Regions from separate parts of the Zea mays genome. Here region 2 is linked to region 1. Evidence: chromatin contacts called from public Hi-C data. All regions are on one chromosome and are shown on one strand. The core of a region is the stretch at or near the end of the contact, and the rest is flanking DNA. Distances in the headings are between cores, read along the strand shown. Region 1 holds the start of LOC100272746. Region 2 holds the start of LOC100282476.

Region 1 (6,892 bases), core at 436-2,935:
AAATTAATCAATTTATAAAATCATAATGGATTATCAGTTTATTTCTTACTCTTTAATGATGAATATATTACAAATTAAATTTTATATTGCTCATAATATTGAATAATAATTCTATATTTCTTATTTAAATACTATTAAATTAATATATAATGCAATTATATTTACAAAGGCGTGCAAGCTTAGTCGAGTCAGCTTATGAGCCAACTTCAAATTGAATCGAGCCGAGCTCGATCACCCATCGAGCATCAAGGCTTAACTCAGCTCGTTTTAGTCACAGCCTCTACAACATAAAGAAAATGGAAAAATGCCACAATATTGCGAGGGCCAACTTGTACTTGTCTTCTTTTTTAGGGACTAGGTTATCCTACATATGTATAAAATATTAATGATTAGACGACTTGTCGTTATTGTTCTTAAAAATGGTGCTAAACTTTAGCATCTTAATTTTAACATCTTTTAGCATCTTTTAACACTCGTGTTTAAATTATTGTAGTGCTGAACTTTAACACCATGAATCAAATAGACTCTAAGTGTGACCGTCCTAACTCTTCTACACTATTCTCTCCGATTTAAATTGTAAATTACTTTTATCTAATTAAAAGTATTAAAACATTAAAATTATAGAAGACAATACAAAGATTTATAAATAATGAATATATTATAATTACTATTATTTTATTATATTTGGTTAAACTTTAACTTAGTTTCTCTATAAAGGAGTTTAGAATGGCTATAACTCAGATGTTGTTCGGTTTACATATTTATAATATAATGTGTAACTAATATCGTTAAATTATATTAGTTTAAATTTAATTATAATCAGATATCATACTAGAAAGTGATATCGGCTTATTTAAACTTATTATCGTTGATACTTTAATATAAATCATTACTATTACTATTTATATTACATTTTATGAACCAAATGATATCTTAGGTGGAGATATAACGGAGTTCGGAATGGCTATACTTTCTGCTAAGAGCTTGTTTGGATTGGTTTTTGTCTAGATTTTAGCCGTAGTCGATTTGACGATTTCTAACCACTAAATACTTTATTTCTCATTCTATTTCTAAGAGAATTATTTTTATAAAATCTCATAAAAAGACTTGTTCGTTTACGTCTGGATCGAAGAGGATCGAAAGAGATTAAATTTATCCATAGTTAAAATTAAATAGAAGAAGATTTAATCTCCTCAATCTACTTCGATCTAGACGCAATCCAACAAGTCCTAAGGGTCCGTTTGGTTGCTTTAGTCCAAGTACTAAAGTTTAGTTAGGAGGCTAAAGTTTATTACCTACCTTATTTGGTTCTAGCGACTAAAAGTACTCAAAACACATTAAATAAATCAAGAGAGACTAAAACACGCCTTAATATTCTTCTACCACAGTGTAACTGTAATAAAAAATGAACAAAAGGTGAAATTTATATGAGTTAGTCCATTTTAGTCATATTTTGAGGGACTATAGACAAACAGTTTAGTTCATATTTTAATTCTATCGTTTAATAATTTAGGGACTAAATAAAACTTAAATTGAGGAAGTAATCTTTAGTCAGTCAAACGAGGGCTAAATAAGTCCTAAATATGATTGCACAATTGGCCAAATTCCCACGCCATCGTAAGCCTAAACCCTATTATACCCCCGTACTCGGCAGCCCCGAGCCCCCAACAAAAAAACCCTAGAACTCCAAAACCTTCAGCCCCACGCTATGGCCCTCGCACTGCGCCTCCGTCGGGTCCTCGCGGCGGCCTCCACCGCGGCACCCCTGCTCCGCCCGTCCACCTCGGTCGCCCGGCCTTGCCCGCTCGTTCCCCTCGCCTCCCCGGTCGCGCCGCTCCCGCTGCCGCCGTGGCGATTCCTGCCCGGCGGCGGCGCCGGGTTCAGGTCCACGGCGGCGGCGGCTGCGCGGGGCGGGACCGACTATGGGACGGACGACAGCAAGATCTCCCCCGACGAGATCCTCTTCGAGGGCTGCGACTACAACCACTGGCTCATCACCATGGACTTCCCGGACCCCAAGCCGTCGCGCGAAGAGATGATCGAGACATACCTCCAGACTCTCGCCAAGGTCGTCGGGAGGTATGACGCCAAGCTGGTTCCCCGTTTCATTCCTTTTTCGCGACGAAATGCGTGGCCTTGTTACAGATTGGGTTTGCTGTCGCGGTGAATTGGTTCTTGTGGAGCTGAAACGCGATCCTGGATTGTGCGGTTGCTTCATCTTGCTGTGTCATGGCTTGCCTTGTGGGCTATATGGTACCAGTCAAGTCTTCGATCTAATTAGATGCTACTTATGTGTTAACTAGATGCTGTCGTGATTGTGATCAAGTACTGTAATTATCAGACGATAGGACTAGTATCAAAAGTAACCGAGGTTGTTTATTGAGCATGGGTGGAATTGCAATGAACATGCATACTAGAAGTGGTTGCATAACATCTATTAGTTTGTGTCAATGTGATGTGGGATTAAATAGTTAGTGTATAGTGCCAAGACTATCTAACTCCCGTTCGTTTCTATGTTTGGTTCAAACATTTCCAGGGTAGTTTGGTGCCTAAAGTGTTATAGGTTCACATGGATGTTTATGTTGAAACACGAAAGATATCAGGGCCCACCTGAAACTAATGGCTAGTTGCCTTTGCAACCATGACTTTCAAGTTTCAAGGATCACACATCTGTACAGTCTACATTCCCTAGTTTCTGTAGCATTGTACTTTACATGGTACTCTTTTTTTTGTGATCCTTTACATGGTACCCACTAGCTGGGATCTCTGTGCCACTGACCGAAGATCAATGTTTGGTTAATTGCACAAATGCAAATATTCATATGATGTATATACTTAATGATTTAAATTGTAACTTGCCAAGTTATTGTTCTTTTGATGCTAAAATCTATTAGGGGCTGTTTGGATCCTTTTATTTTGAAGGAATTGGAATTTACTTAATAGAGTAGGTTATTTGGTTTGGAATTTGACATTATATAAGTCTATCTCAAATTCATAGGGCGAGGGGGTGGAAATTGATTTTATGTATCACTAGTCTATGTTCCTACTCTCCAACTTATAACATACTCTTTGGCTTGCTCTCCTATAGTATAAATGCAGCATATAAATATCTCCCTCATATGGCTAACAGTAGTACAAATATACTCAGTATAAAACCATAATAGCTTAATTGATCTATGTCTAAATTACTATTTATCAGAATAGAATTTAACTCCAAGGATCCAAACGGGGCATTATTGTATATATTTGGTGGCATAACTTTCAACTAGTCAAATAATTGACTTGTTGCCCTTATAATAATTCATAGTCTCTATATGAGATAAACAACTAATTTCAACAAATCAATGTAATTTGTCTCATTTGATGGGCTCTGATTTTTTTTGTAGTTATGAGGAGGCCAAGAAGAGGATGTATGCTTTTAGTACGACGACTTATGTTGGTTTTCAGGCTGTAATGACCGAGGAAATGTCAGAAAAATTTCGCGGTGGGTGAAGTAGCTAATGTTTTTTTTCTTGCAACTAATGACACAACTTTTATAGTATTTACCTCCCTGCCTTGGTATTTTGATCAGGTTTGCCTGGAGTAGTTTTCATTTTGCCTGATTCATATCTATATCCAGAAACAAAGGAGTACGGAGGTCTGTCGGATTCCCATTTTTATTTACGAGTTAATAAATCGAATCACCTTTCTTTGTATACCTTGTTAGCAAATGGAGTAATCTTTACATTTCCTTGAATTCATAAACATGCCACATTTTTATGTTTTTATTGCAACCAGCAGATGATGCTTGCTAGAAGTTCATTCTGATACATGTATTGATTTCACCAGGAGACAAATATGACAATGGTGTCATCACTCCAAGACCACCACCTGTTCATTATAGCAGACCATCAAGAACTGACAGGAACCGTAACTACCGAGGAAACTACCAGGATGGCCCTCCACAGCAAGGAAATTACCAGAACAACCGTCCTCCACCAGAAGGTGGTTACCAGAACAACCCGCCGCAGCAAGGAAACTACCAGACATACCGCTCGCAGCAAGATGGAAGAGGCTATGCCCCACAGCAGAATTATGCACAAGGTGGTCAGGATGGTAGAGGTTTTGGAAGGAATGATTACACAGACCGTTCAGGCTACAATGGACCACCTGATTTTCGAAGTCAAACTCAGTACCAAGGGCATGTAAATCCAGCTGGGCAAGGTCAAGGTTACAACAACCCCCAAGAGCGTAGCAACTTCTCGCAAGGGCAGGGAGGAGGTTTTAGGCCTGGTGGTCCTTCAGCACCTGGGTCTTATGGCCAACCATCAGCACCTGGATCTTATGGTCAACCTAATACACTTGGTAACTATGGGCAGGTACCTCCATCAGTGAATCCTGGTGGTAACAGAGTTCCTGGTGTGAATCCTAGTTATGGTGGGGATGGCAGACAGGGGGCTGGACCAGCATATGGTGGAGATAACTGGCAAAGAGGTTCTGGTCAGTATCCTAGCCCAGGTGAAGGACAAGGAAACTGGCAGGTATGAGAGCATTTGATATACACATTTCACTTTTAAAATGCCGTTACTGTTTGAATTGAAATACAGCAGTTTAAAGTTAAACCGGGACATCCTTTGTTTGACCAGTTCTAGATTGAATTCGTAAACTGTGTGCCGAGTTTCAGATGTACGACTACAGTTTTTCTCCCTGTTAAATGTTTTTTAGATTTATGAGCTAATTTGTTCATTTTTTAATTCCCACGCCACTCTATTTGTTTAAATTGGATTCAGTAGAGGACTACAATAGAGGTGCAGGAATACATCAGAGCTAGTTTTAAGAAAACGTGCTTATAACTGATTCCGCAGCAACCTTTCTTAAGAGGAACATGCATATTAAGGCCCTATTTGGTTCCTTTAGTCACCCTCCTAAACTTTAGGGACTAAACAACTTTAGGGACTAAACTTTAGTCCCTAGGAACTAAGGCTATCCCCAGCAGATCTCCTATGACATCCCTTATCTTATCCCTTATTTCAAATTTATCTCTGCAAACAATGTCAAACAATATCATCATCTACAGTTCCGTGTTCCCTATTTTACACATTCCACTGGAGTCAGTCTAAGGGGATGTTTGGTTGCTTTAGTCACCCTCCTAAACTTTAGGGGGCCCTTAGAATTTCTATTTGAGAGGCTTTATTTAGTCATACTGTTTCATAGTTTAGGAGGTGGAAACCAAACACCCCCTTAAACTGACTAAAAGTGCATTCAGTTTTGCATATAAAGACAAGATTGCCACCCTATTTAATGTAGTTGGTTCAGTTCTAGGGAGGGGCAGTGGGGATCAACTGAAGGATAAATCAAGGAAGTTTGATCACTTTTAGTCACCCCATGGTGACTCTAGGACTAAAGTTTAGGAGAACTCATTTAGTTACCCTGTTTGGTAGTTTAGGGACTAAAAATAATCTTTAGGGCTGATTTGGTGGTCAGGGATCCCAAGAGGATCCACGGGGGAGAAATCCACTTGCAATTCAATTTTAAATAACAAGGGGATTCCTTCCCTATGGATCCCCTCGGGATCCCTGACCACCACATCAGTGAGGTGGGAATGAGAACCAAACAGGGCCTAACTTACATTTCTCTTTGTTTGGGTACAAAATAGTTTCATGTCTTTTTATAGAAATAGCAAGTGCCTGTATGTTGTTACAGTTTCCATTTATGTTAAAATATAGAATATAAAATACAAGATATGTATGTTCTATTGGTTAGGTGGGGTTGAACGTGGGTTTAGAGCTAACAGTCATGGTTCAAATCTTCATTTATTTATAATTTTAGCATTTTTACTATTTAAATGTGGGGTAGCAGGGCACAACAACAGTGGAAACCATGGATCTGAGGAAACCGGTGCTTTAATCTTTTTAGAGATTATAGATTATAGAAAAGAAAAAAAAGGCTTGCAACCATACATTGTGGCTACTAGCCTACCAGATCGCAGAACTCTTGCACAGGCTAACTAAAATTTGTAAACACAGTTAAAAGTTCTGTTTATGTTAGCCTGTCTGTATTAGGCGCATACAGAAGCAACCGGTGAGTTTGTTGCTGATCAGCGACACAGCCGACACTTAATCGTTTGCCGTTGTGCAGGGAAGGCAGTAAGAGCTGACGTGTTCCACTGAAGACAAGAATGGCACTTGAGATTTAGAAATCTCCATCTGTAAAATAAACGACTGTGATGCATTACTCTTTTTTTTTTCTTGCATTTGAACTCTAAACTTATGGGCATGCGTTATTACCAAACCTACGGATGCAAATTCATTTTAGTTTTTTGGGCCAAATGTTGGCATTTTTAAATGGCGCAGAATGTGGAACTCCCCTTTGTCTTCGTGTATTGTTTGCAGGTATGCTGTCACTGTAAAACACGTGCTAATTACTATAGTATTTTGGTGTAGTTTCTCGTTTTGTTTAGAGATGGCAGCCGGTAACTGCGACCTGATACCCGATAGGTATTTACTCCGTTAGGGTATATATGCTAAATATTCTATCCGTAGGTCTCTTATTGGGTAAAGATCTTCACCTAATAGGTAAACGGAACGGACCTAATAGGTAAACGGGTATTAAAATGTTTTGTCCTCACCTATATCTGTTAATCCGTGGTATAAAATACCTAGTATAAAATTAGCCTAAAATCATAAACTTGGGCTTCAATCATCATCTTTTTTAGCAACCTTTTAGGCTATAGTGTCATATAACGCTTAACGATTATTTGATGTCTTTGTAATGGAGCATGTAATATACTATATATAATATACTATATAGTACTATTTTAGTGTTGCTACTTTATTCAATTATCTTTGGTGTTGTTGAATGGATGGTTAAATGATGCTAAAAATTTTATAATGATATTTAGATGGATATACTT
Region 2 (6,923 bases), core at 2,831-5,330, 160 kb before region 1:
GACATTATATCACTTTCCCATACCCGCTCTGCTGAAGATGTCAGGGAGGTGGGTTTTCTTTCCTATTTTCCCCAGTCTTATGCTTGAATTAAACATCCATTTTATAGCTGATTTCCCACTTCTTGGTATTCGTTTTATGGTTCCTTCTTAAGTTCTTAGTCTAGTGTATCATCTATCTGATGTTTCCTTTAACAAAAATCAAATTGCAATAAAGCAGTATTTGCAAAGTATGAACATATTCAATCTATAGTGTTACTCAACGAGCATCCATTATTCACACGAACTGGAAGATAATCAATAAAACAGATGCTTCTCTAAGTTAATTGAAGCACATAGGGTAAATAGTTGAAGAGAAGATAACATAAATGCTTGCACATAAAAACTAATGATATGTTGTCAGTTGATCAATTTTTTGTTTGATCTTCATGGCATATCATGAATGCTATACCAATGCATTACTATTTCTCAATTCATCTGAGCACATAGGCTTGGCACCACAATAAACTTTTTGGTCCTTGTTTTCTTGGCATGCTGTACCTGAGTTATCGAAGTAAAATTTGAAAGTGTGGAGGGTGTAGACTGCTGATCTCAGATATTTTTGTGATTTGCAGCTCAGGGCCTTTTTACAAGCACACGCCCTTCCCGACACACAAATATACGCGAAGATTGAAAATTCAGAGGTAAACATCATGCTTTTATGAAGATACTGGCACCAGTTTGTTTCAATGCTTTTCTGATTATTTCATTGTGCTTTTCATGTTAGGGTTTGGATCATTTTGATGACATTCTCAACGCGGCAGATGGTATCATTATTTCTCGAGGAGACCTGGGTATTGACCTTCCTCCAGAAAACGTAAGTTCTAATCTTGTATAAAATTCCAAATTACCCTGTATATCCCTACCATTTTATCAAATATGTCCATATTCGTTCATGTACATCAATGATGCCCAAGTATGGCAATTCTTAAACAATGCACACTTACACAGTATAAATATAAGAGTCTCCAACGTTATGGTCTGAAATTGTGTTATTGACATGCTTATTATTCAAAGTTTAAGTGACTCATTTAGGGTGTCTTTTGTTTAAGGAACCACTGCATCTTAGATGAGGTTGTACACCATGAGTCCATCCCTTGAATTTTGGTGGAATCACACCATTCTTCATGCTTGTACTAACTATTAGCTTGTGAGGTTGATGTGGTGGAGCATCAACTTATTGTATTCTATGAAACAATACAGAAAACAAAGTAGGAAGATGATGGACCACCTCATTCCTCAAACCATTACACCTTTAGTTCTTACGGGTAAAAGAAACACCTGTAAATACTGCCACAACCTTTACTTTCCTGTGCAGAGTTTACACAAATCATTCTTGCTGTCATAACATGTTACTTTTGACACTTCAGGTTTTCATGTTCCAAAAGACAGCTATTCATAAATGCAATTTGGAGGGTAAACCTGTGATCATCACTAGAGTTGTGGACAGCATGATTGACAATCTACGCCCTACCCGTGCAGAGGCAACTGATGTTGCAAATGCTGTCCTAGATGGTGAACACTTTTACTACATTTCTATCATTTTATGAATGTCATTCTTATTTCCTGTGCTGGTCTCTAGGCACTGATGGCATTTTGCTTGGTGCGGAGACACTTCGAGGGCTTTATCCTGTTGATGCAGTGAGTACTGTGGGGAGAATATGTGCAGAAGTATGTTTCTATTTAAGAAGAAACTGTAATAGAACCATTCAACCATCTGAAATACTTGACTAATCAATGGTAAATCCTCCAGGCTGAGACTGTGTATAATCAGCCGCTTCAATTCAAGAAAGTAATGTGGCATGTAGGTGACCCAATGCCCCACGAGGAATCTGTGGCATCAGCAGCGGTAAATACTATCAATTCATTGGAATAAACACAAGCTTTCTAATTTATAGAACATCAGTTAACCATTACTTGGTTTTTAGGTTGGTTCTGCAATCAAAGTAAAAGCTGCTGCCATTGTTGTGTTCACATTCTCAGGGAGAGCTGCGAGGTGCTCCCCTTTATTTCATTTCATGATCAGCACACCATTAGACACATTTCCATCATACGGAGCAATCAATTCATTTTATGCTTATCTGTTCACAGGTTAGTTGCCAAGTATAGGCCAACAATGCCAATTTTAGCAGTTATCTTCCCACGTGAAGGATCCGATCCATCAAAGTGGCGTTCTTATGGCACAACACAGGTAACTTGTATGTCTATGATTCTGCTGAGTTTCATGCTTCCTTAGTTTTCTGGTTGTCGTGAAGCAGGACCAGCAAACTCGAATGTGTAACCATTATTAAACCACTTTCAGGCAAGACAATGTTTCGCAGTGAGAGGCGTGTACCCTTTGATGGGGAGTACTGATGAGGTATGTAAGCAATTGTATTTTTCCCTAACATTAGAGTTACATGTAAAAAAACATATGGCTAACCATGAATGCTTAAAACTCTGTAATAGGCCGAAACTGGTGGGCTAACAAAGGAAGAGTATGGGATAAAACTTGCGATGAGCTATGGTCGGTCGGTTGGCATAGTGAAGCCTTTCGACAGGTTGATAATCTTTGAAAAGATTGGTGATTCTTCTGTTGTCAAGATCATTGAGTGTGAAGGTTAGGCATTAGATGATTGATACCTACAACCCATGCTGTAGTTTCATGTATCGCATGGGAGATTACCTCCAGTTCCATCTCACTTATTTAACCAAGTTCCAAGTAGAGTACAGCAAGAGCACAAGATATCTTGTTAGGGAATTTTGCCCTCTTTTCAGATTGTCTTTTGATTTGACGCAATAAATTATGATGTCACAGATTTATACTGGAATTATGATTTGATTATGCAAATATAGGATTGTTGGCAACAAACCATGAATAATCGTCGTTCCTACCTTATTCTATTGGACATTACATGATGCAGTGCATGATAACATCCCAAAAGACAATCTTAGGGCATTATCAGTTAATTTACCTATAATGTTCTGTCTATGGTACACTCCTGCAACCTTGCTGCTGTTGCTGGTATGCTGCTGTCAGTACTGCTCCTTGAAGAAAACAGCATAGATGATGCAGCAGATGGAGATGATGATGATAACGATATCGATGGTGAGCGCAGTCATGGCCTGATCGCTAAGCTTCATGTTCTTGCCGCCGAGGCGGTCAACCATGTCTGGCACGGGTTTGTAGTTGATGATGTCCTGCTCGTATGGGTCCTCGAGCCTGGACCTGAGCTGCTGCAGGCGGCGGCTCTCGGCCTCCTGCGCCAGTGTCCAGTCGTAGAACCGCCGTGTCTCCTCCTTGCTCAGCACGTTGTACACCTCTCGCAGGCGGATGAACTTCTGCGACGCCACCTTGAGCGGCAGCGTCGTCGTGTCCGGGTGGTACTCCTTGGACAGCCGCCGGTACGCCGTCTTGATCTCCTCGATGTCCGCCTCTGGCGCTATGCCAAGGAACCTGGGTGATAGATTTTGCAGTTCAGTCATGTGTCGCCGTTAGTAACAAAGTATTGACATGATGATGACAGTGTCTCGAACAGAGCTCTACAAATTTATGTACAGCTGGACGGCAATCCAAAAGGACATATGAGCATGGATTGGAGATGAACTCAACTGGTAGTGAGACTCGGCCGCGTTGTTGATGAGGTCCGCGAACCTCCCTCCCAACGGCTCGTTCTTGCTGCTGCCGCGGCCGTCGCCTTCCTTCTTGGCCTTGCCTCCTACCCACCCTTCGTCGGGGTTGGACCAGTGTATCCTGGTGTCCACCGTCTTCTTCTTCCCCGGCCCTGCACCGTCCGCCGTCGCAGGAGTCGGTTCGGCGTCGGGCGGGCTCGCGGCTGCGACCACGACTGCCTTCGTGCGCCGCTGGTGCCGGTGGAGGAAGGGCGTGAAGATGCGCGAGGCCGTGGACGCTGCCATGGGAAACGTGTGTGTTAGCGTCTGCGCAGGCAGCATTCCAAGGCGTGGAGGGGAGTCGGGAGGTGATGAGGCTCGCACGTTCCAGTTGTCGTGGTAGGAGGGCGAGGCGATGAGGTGTCGCTGTTCACTTAGCCAATGGCCACATGTACAAAAAGAAAAAGGAACGGTAACCATATTCCGAACGAGAAATGAAACTGCAGAAATTTTCCCGCCGCACGAACACTTGCGCTGTCAGTTTAGACGGTACGCAATCGAATTCGTCCGCACAGTTATCCTGAGTAGTACTGAGTACTGACCAAGTGACAATGAGGGAGAAGAGGTAAAAAAAATAAAACAAGGGGGGTAAAAAACAGTTTGGAGATGCGGGGGATCGAACCCCGTACCTCTCGCATGCAAAGCGAGCGCTCTACCATTTGAGCTACATCCCCTTGTTGTAATTTTTAACTGTGATTAAATTAATAATGTTTTTGTAATTCAGGATTTTGGGTGTCGCCTCCCATGATAACGCGCATCAGGTTTGCGTTCCACGGTATCATCAGGGAGAGGTCTTCTTGAAACGGCAACAATGCTTGGATCTTCGTTACTGCCGTCTCCAGTCTCTCAGCTTTGGCCTCAGCACTCTTGTGACTAGCGGTTTTGTCGCCCGATACAAGACATGATTTGTGCCATTGGTAGCCACTGCAGATGCTACGAGATTTGTGCCATTGGTAACTAGTGTAGTTGAAAGGGAGGGAGAGGGGTCTTCCCTTCTATGCCAATCCATATAAATTGAAGGTGATTAAAGGGTTTCAATCCTTAGTAAGTCAAAATCTCTCTCAATACGTATCAATCTCTTCCAATCTATAGATTGAAAATAACCGAACAAATTGTGATATCCTGGCCCCTGGGATGGGATGTCCTGGCCCAAGGCTTAATAGAATTAATAGTGTAATCATACCAACAAGGTGCATATTCTTTTTCGGAAGCATATCTTGAAAGAACCTCCAAGTTAAGCGTGCTTGGCTTGGAGCAATTTGGGATGGGTGACCGACCGGGAAGTTTTCTCGGGTGCGCATGAGTGAGGACAAAGTGCGCACAAAAGACTTGTGTTGGTATGTGGGGACAATATATGATCCTAGAGAGCTGCCAGGAGTAAGTACCGCCGGTCCAGGGATTGGACGGGGTGTTACAAGTGGTATCAGAGCCGACCCTCGCGGTTTCACGGGCGTGTGTGGGCTAGGGGGTTCGGGTATATGGCGCATGGCGCATCTGGGCCCGGAGTGGTCACATGGCATGGCATATGACGACACTAGACATACAGACGTGGCCAAGAGGGGAGGTTCCTGGATTGGGGTTGACCGACGAGGACGTCGGTCTTCTAAGGGGGGTGGATTGTGATATCCTGGCCCCTGGGATGGGATGTCCTGGCCCAAGGCTTAATAGAATTAATAGTGTAATCATACCAACAAGGTGCATATTCTTTTTCGGAAGCCTATCTTGAAAGAACCTCCAAGTTAAGCGTGCTTGGCTTGGAGCAATTTGGGATGGGTGACCGACCGGGAAGTTTTCTCGGGTGCGCATGAGTGAGGACAAAGTGCGCACAAAAGACTTGTGTTGGTATGTGGGGACAATATATGATCCTAGAGAGCTGCCAGGAGTAAGTACCGCCGGTCCAGGGATTGGACGGGGTGTTACAAGTGGTATCAGAGCCGACCCTCGCGGTTTCACGGGCGTGTGTGGGCTAGGGGGTTCGGGTATATGGCGCATGGCGCATCTGGGCCCGGAGTGGTCACATGGCATGGCATATGACGACACTAGACATACAGACGTGGCCAAGAGGGGAGGTTCCTGGATTGGGGTTGACCGACGAGGACGTCGGTCTTCTAAGGGGGGTGGATTGTGATATCCTGGCCCCTGGGATGGGATGTCCTGGCCCAAGGCTTAATAGAATTAATAGTGTAATCATACCAACAAGGTGCATATTCTTTTTCGGAAGCCTATCTTGAAAGAACCTCCAAGTTAAGCGTGCTTGGCTTGGAGCAATTTGGGATGGGTGACCGACCGGGAAGTTTTCTCGGGTGCGCATGAGTGAGGACAAAGTGCGCACAAAAGACTTGTGTTGGTATGTGGGGACAATATATGATCCTAAAGAGCTGCCAGGAGTAAGTACCGCCGGTCCAGGGATTGGACGGGGTGTTACACAAATCCTCGGGAGTAACTATGCTTCAGCAATCGGCACACGTACAAACTTCCTCTAAGCACATGAAATGATTGGTCAGTTCAGTCCAAACAAAGCAGGCTACATCAGGCGCTACATCAGGCAACTGTAGTTAGGCTGGTTCCGGCCCTGGTAACCTTGTAGGCTATATCTTATATCTACAGTCACATTCGCTATCGATATGAATCGGATTTATATCTATCATCATCAGCTTTTATCTATCACATTACTTTGGTACGCATTTGTCGGCGTTTCGATCTCGGGGGTCCCTGGACCGACGAGTAAATTGTCGCCGCGTGTCCCAGCCCAGATGGGTCGGCGCGAGACGGAGCATGAAGGGGAGAAAAGGGAGACAGGCAAAAGGGGAAACCCGCAGCCTTCGTGTTGTCCTGCGCCCAGGTCGGGTGCGCTTGCAGTAGGGGGTTACAAGCGTCCGCGTGGGAGAGAGCGAGAGCCTTATACGCGCCGGTCCGTCCTCCCGCGCGGCCAACCTCCTCGTACGAGAGCCCTGGACCCTCCTTTTATAGGCGTAAGGAGAGGGCCCAGGTGTACAATGGGGGATGTAGCAGTGTGCTAACGTGTCTAGCAGAGAGGAGCTAGAGCCATAAGTACATGCCGTCGTGGCAGCCGGAGAGGTTTCGGCACCCTGTTCATGTGATGTCGTGGCCGTCGGAGGAGCGCTGGAGCCTTGCGGAAGGACAGCTGTCGGGGCTGTCAAGTCCTTGCTGACGTCTCCTTGCTTCCGTAAGGGGTTGAGAGTCGCCGTCGTCATAGAGCACGCGGGGCGCCATCA

Evidence for each region. A called contact is a pair of places that touch in the nucleus more often than the background predicts.
Region 2: a contact with region 1 is called in a Hi-C map of ear, with 2.1 times the contacts expected there. The contact joins the promoter of LOC100282476 here to the promoter of LOC100272746 in region 1. A contact is called at or near these places in 3 of 25 Hi-C or Micro-C datasets (ear, leaf and tassel).

What each region holds. Positions count from the first base shown.
Region 1 is chr4:13,876,628-13,883,519 of Zm-B73-REFERENCE-NAM-5.0, reverse strand. LOC100272746 reads left to right here and starts at 1,685. Exons shown (of 5, transcript NM_001147199.1): 1 at 1,685-2,079; 2 at 3,387-3,484; 3 at 3,572-3,637; 4 at 3,829-4,520; 5 at 6,118-6,321. The coding sequence starts at 1,709. The coding sequence ends at 6,129.
Region 2 is chr4:14,034,340-14,041,262 of Zm-B73-REFERENCE-NAM-5.0, reverse strand. It overlaps LOC100282476, which reads right to left and starts at 4,080. Exons shown (of 2, transcript NM_001155385.3): 1 at 3,629-4,080; 2 at 2,822-3,472. The coding sequence starts at 3,969. The coding sequence ends at 3,052. LOC100191365 reads left to right here. Exons shown (of 16, transcript NM_001136799.1): 7 at 1-48; 8 at 612-680; 9 at 764-853; 10 at 1,407-1,551; 11 at 1,619-1,707; 12 at 1,790-1,885; 13 at 1,965-2,032; 14 at 2,128-2,227; 15 at 2,339-2,395; 16 at 2,485-2,884. The coding sequence ends at 2,640. It overlaps TRNAA-UGC (transfer RNA alanine (anticodon UGC)), which reads right to left and starts at 4,361; the gene lies at 4,289-4,361.